Regions from separate parts of the Rattus norvegicus genome. Here region 1 is linked to region 2. A link is a contact called in public Hi-C data. All regions are on one chromosome and are shown on one strand. The core of a region is the stretch at or near the end of the contact, and the rest is flanking DNA. Distances in the headings are between cores, read along the strand shown. Region 1 has its middle 470 kb from the start of Lrrc7. Region 2 overlaps Lrrc7 (leucine rich repeat containing 7).

Region 1 (2,700 bases), core at 186-2,685, 650 kb before region 2:
CCCATTGTAGGCTAATTTACTGTTTAGTGACATGATGGCCAATCTATGATTTGAAAAACAGCTACACAATTTACTTTTTTGTTGGTTTGCTCAAAGAAGTAATAAATTATAAGAAAAGCTAGAAAACATGCAAGGTTTGTTTTTTTATTTATATGTTTGTTTGATATTTGTTCATTTGTTTGTTTTGGCTTCTTGAAGTAAGAATTTTTCTATGTTTTCCACGATGTCCTTAAACTTCAGAACTAAAATGATCTCTTCTATCTCAGCTTCCTAAGTGTGTAGACTAAAGAGACTCCCACCACCAATCTTGCTTCAGGAAATGATTTAATAGTGGTAGGGTAGCACAGGTAAGGTGGTGAATAGCAAGAATTTTTTATTTCAGATTAGTTTGTTTTAACACAATATAATTATATCTAATATAAAAACCTACATAAGGTGATTCAAGTTTAACTATGTATCATGAATTATTGTTATATTAAAAATATCCTGATAATCCACTCTAGATTCTAGAGAGAATTTAGCTAAAATCACTTTAAGCGAGCAAGTGAGTTTAGCATAGGTTAGGTACATTTTATGATGAAACAATCTGGATGAAATTTGGAATTCAGAGGAGGCTAACATCATCACCTGCAAAGTGTAGCAGGGCAAGGGACTCTTAGAGAGTCATGGGCAGAGAATACAGGTTGAGAAAGCAAAAGGAGAAGTACATTGCAGTTGAAACTACAGCTTGAGCATATAAGGGTTCACTAGAAAGGGGGCAGCATCCTCCAGGGAGCAGCCAGGAAGCCTTTGAGACAGTTGCTTGGTAACCATCCCTCACAGTTGGCTGCTGTGTATGAGTCACTCAATCTTTTTGGCTGCCCAATCCATTTTCCACCCACACAAGGTTCAGAATTTTGAATGAAATTTAATTCTAAAACAGCAGATACCAGTGGTGACTATAAGATTATCATCCTGTTCATATCTCCCTAAGTCCTGGGGTAAACTCTTGGTGTCTGTGTACACACTAAGTCTCCGATCAATTCTCACTCAGATGCAATGCTTTGGGATGAAACTCATCTTAAAAATATTGTTTCATGGTTAACAAACAGTTCTAGAAAAATTGAAGTTTTAAATTAAGGAGAAAAAGATCCTGGGAAGGTGGGGAAATATCTTTCCAATGGGGTGGTGAAGTTGGGGAGGAAGAGATAAAGCGATAAAGAGTGGAAAGGGGAGAGGAGAGAGGGAAGGTTTGGAGAAGAGAGGAAAAAGATAATAAAGAGAGATCTGGAGGAAAGGAGGGGAAGGGTAGGGAAGGAGGGAGACACTTTCAGAGACGGTGCTTTTAGCATTGACAGCAATGGACCATGTTCATTACATCCCGTGTGTTTTCTTGATGATGAATCTGCTTCCTGTGTGAACAAATTGCTGACTTATCAAGAGCTGTTCTGGAGATCACCAGCATATGAGAAATTACAGTAGGTGTTGTGCTTACAGCATTCACTGTGTCTATGAGAGTTGCTCCAAAAACAGTCTCCTACTTGCTTTCAAAGAAGGGTAGAGATTGTAGCAATGAATCACAAGGTGATAACAAGAATTAGAGCGAGTGAAATGGTCAGCACAAGATCTAGGGTGCCTGGTACAACCTGCTAAGCCTAAGGAATTGTGGGGGCGATTTGATCCCATCTGCCTCCATTGCTTTTTATTCCCCATCACTTCTTTCTCTCTCCACCCCCACAAGCACATGTACAGCTGAGGCTATTTCCAGCTTGCTTGCAAAGACAGAAATCACACCCAGGCACAAAAGAGGTAAGAGAAGAAACTATTGGGAGTGGACCACATTTTTTGAGTAACTGAGCTGCAGAAAAGAGACCCGTAGTCCACATTTTATTCTTCCTATGGTTCACTTTTTTGCTTCAATCATGAATTCTAAAATAGGGGGAAAAAAGAAAGGAAAAGAAGGGCATGAATGTTAGAAGGAGATATTGGGAAAAAAAAGAGGAATCTGCAGGAGGGAGAGGGAATTAGAGGTCAGTGAAGAATGAATGTAATCACATTATCACAGAACTTTGTGGACAAGTATAATATTATACATTTTTAAACTAAATGTTTATATATAAAAGTATAATTCCTAAGACGTTTCTCACAATCAAAATGTGAAATTGTAACCATATGAAGGCAATTTGTCAACTTGGAACACATTTATTTCATTAAAACAATTTCTGAGAAAACAAATACCTTCAGAATTTTGGCCATTAACTGAACTGTAACAGTTTCCAGGAGAAGCAGAGTACTTCCATCAGAAAAAAAAAAAGAATTTCCCCTCTACTGAAGTGGAATGTTTGCTTTGTGCTTCCTGGAGACCAGCATCAGCCAACTAAGACCTGGGGGTGTGTTCATGTGCTATTCTTTTTTGATTCATATGTTGGGGAGGAAATGAGTCATTTTGATTAAGTGGCTTAAGCCACCTACTCATGCAAATTATGTGTGTAGCCTGTGAAGAGATAGAGCAGACTGCCATGGGATAGCCAATGTTCTTTTTCCAGGATAGTGTGGGCCTTGCAGGCTGCCCCTCTCAGGTTCTTGTTCCAATTGGACCCATAGTAAATTCTGCAGGGAAATAAATGTGTGTATGTTTGCCTGAGTTGTAATTTAATTGCCCATTATTATTAATTGCAAGTATCAGACATTTATATTACATATATTTATATTATCTTTATT
Region 2 (2,846 bases), core at 326-2,825:
TTCTTCTTTCTGAAGCAGAGAAACACTCCTGGGTCATTGATTTACTAAGAAAGGCAAGAGATTCTACTGAACAGGATGTGGTGGTTGTTTAGTTGATCCTTAAAGTGTGTTATTTACAACATAAATGTAACTATGGAAGACATTCCAAGGAAGGATGATTCTTCATTTAGATGTCACTATAAGAGATGCCTAGTGATATACAGAAAAGCTCTGCATGTTTCTGTCTTGATTAGAGATGAGCTGCCGATGTCACAAAAAGTTCTCAGAATAAGCTCTGCCACTCAGCACAAGTCTAGTTCCTGCTCTGGGAGCAAAGGAGAAAAGCTTACAGCCTGGGGAAGCTGGTGAGGTTTGCTAGGAGACCGACATGTGAACTGTATTGAAGTTGGATGATCAGGATTTCTCCAAGTGAAGGAGACAGTGACGATCCTTCTTGGCAGAGGAAAATGTTTGCAAAAGTATAGAAGATGAGGAGGCTTTGCACTTACATGCCAGCCAGGAAGAGGCTGACAGCTTTTCCAGGCAGGATCCAAAGAACCCAACTGAAAATCTGCTTAAGTGGGGGACAGAGGAAAAGCAGCACCTCAGCTCTGCTACAAAGAGAAGAGTCACATTTGCAAGTCTGACTCATTCTTGACATGAAATAGGGAAGAGAAAAAATAGGGAGTGAGGGATGCATCCCACAGCTGAGAGGAGGAGATGACAACTGATGGTTGAACAAAGATGACAGCATCTTAGAAGGGTCAGATTTGAGGAGGAGAAAATGAGGGCATGTGTAACCCTATTCCTTGTCAAAGGGCAGTGAGAGCCCTGTGGGTGGCAGTTTATACAGAAGGAAAATTTCATGGGGGAAAGTCTGAGAACTGAAGTAAAACTTTAGCACTAAAAAAGAAGATATGTTCATTTACCATTTAATAAAAAGGTTATATAATTGCATGCATTTACTCTATTAAAACATGAAAAATATCTCTGAAATGGTTAAATAGAAAGTTTCTTATGTCCTATTCATATCTATTATAAACTCTACAAAAGAATCTAACAAGATTTATAATAACTCTGACATAAGCAGAAAGATATAATAATTATATTCCTGTACTATGCTAAGAGAGTTACCTCCATTTGATATGCCAATAGGAAAGGAAAACCTGGTAATATTTCTCTCTACATCTATGTATGCCTAGCAAGTAACCTCCCATCTAACAAACCAAATAGGAAATTATATAGAAAAATGCCATATCAGTCTTCCAAATGCTGCTATTTAGCAGTTATATGATCATTATAAGGTTCCTTTGTGATAAATACCATCACTCCAAAGCCATGGCAAATAGCAAATTCCCAAAAATGTCATCTGGATCATCTACATTCCAGTGAGTGAGACTAGTTATCAACATGAGGTAGTAGTGTAAGACCATCTCCTGAGGAGAGATGGAGAAGCCATGGATTTTCCATGGATGGGACAGAAATGACAGAAACAAAGAACCAATTCCACCCAAGTCTAGCCTACTGAGCCAATAAGTTTAGATACAGTTACTTACAAGAACATGAGTGATTTAAAGGCAGCTAGCTACACTACCTCCCATCAAAAGTCTTTTCCAGAAACTGTTATATGCCTATTTGTCCTCTGAGAAAGCCATACCAGTCCTCTTCCTTAGCAGCTTTCAACTGCCTAAAAACCCTCAATGAGAGGTTAGACCTCATGAGTCCTTCTCCAGGCCAATCTTGTGTACATAGCCCATTGGTAATTCTGCTAAAATTCAAGAAGACAGCAGTGATGTCATAGCCAGAGAAGAGTTTTGCAAAGCAAATGGTACAACCAAAAGACTGGAAAATAGTGAGATTGACAGATCTCCTCCAGGAATCCCCCAGTTTGAGGTTGAAGGGCAGTGATTATTGGAATACCATTTTCTTATTTGCACTCCTTTGAATTAAATTCAATGAATAAACTAATTCTTTTAATCCTACATTTTAGAAGACATTATTCTTGTTTTCCCCAATGGCATTTTTCCTTTTTTGTTCCTTTATTGAAAATAGATATTTTTTCCTCATAAAATTTATCCTGATTAATCCAGACATGTATTAGAATGTGGAGAAATGATAAGATGCATGGGCTCCCAAGTCATGGGGAACATTCTTTAAAAAATTGGTAGATTTATTTATAGCCTAAACAACTATATTTCAAGAAAGTATGCAAGAATGATATGTGAGAATATTTACAGGATAATCCTAAATGAAAGCGCATGACTCAAAATATATTTGATCTCTTTCCTTTTTAATATGTTTTGATTTAACAAGAACTACTTCTTTTTCCTCTCTCCTATTCCAATCCTCCCTCCAGTTCCAACAAGTTTCCCTCCCTTTAACCCTTCCCATGACCCCCACTCTTTTTGTTAGCTTCATTTTCTTTGATTATAATTGTTTCATACATACAGATACGTATGCACATATAACAAATAAAATAGAACTTGCTGAGTCTGTTTTGTATATATTGTTTCAAGACATCCTGTCTGTGTAATCTTAACAATATGTGTGCCTGGCTTGTTATTGTGTGTATTTAGAATACTACCTTAAGTAAATGGAAGGATGTATTTTACCATATCAGTGCCTTCTTTATGGGTGTCATATATATAGGGAATGATATAATCTTATTTATTCTTTATTTTCTGAACTTTTTTTTATTTGTGCTGCTTATATGGCCTAACTAAAATAGCAAATGGAATCTTAAATAGAAAACATTTCTGATCAAGCAAAGTGGTATGTCTAACATCCCTAAATAGATCTGTGTTTGTTGTGATTTATTCTCTTCAATAGATAATGTTCACTCACAATGACTCCTGCTGGTAAAACTC

What was found. Hi-C and Micro-C count contacts between places; a contact is called where the count stands out from the background.
Region 1: a contact with region 2 is called in a Hi-C map of frontal cortex, with 4 times the contacts expected there. The contact joins two enhancer-like sites. A contact is called at or near these places in 2 of 12 Hi-C or Micro-C datasets (the A7r5 cell line and frontal cortex).

What each region holds. Positions count from the first base shown.
Region 1 is chr2:250,762,771-250,765,470 of GRCr8, reverse strand. No RefSeq gene overlaps it. Among named protein-coding and RNA genes, the nearest start is that of Lrrc7, 470 kb to the right of the region's middle. Within about 2 kb of position 1,435, at least 7 of the 93 cell types and tissues checked have an H3K27ac peak or open chromatin away from gene starts, as enhancers often do.
Region 2 is chr2:250,112,455-250,115,300 of GRCr8, reverse strand. All of the region lies in intron 3 of Lrrc7 (leucine rich repeat containing 7), which reads left to right. Among named protein-coding and RNA genes, the nearest start is that of Lrrc7, 180 kb to the left of the region's middle. Within about 2 kb of position 1,575, at least 13 of the 93 cell types and tissues checked have an H3K27ac peak or open chromatin away from gene starts, as enhancers often do.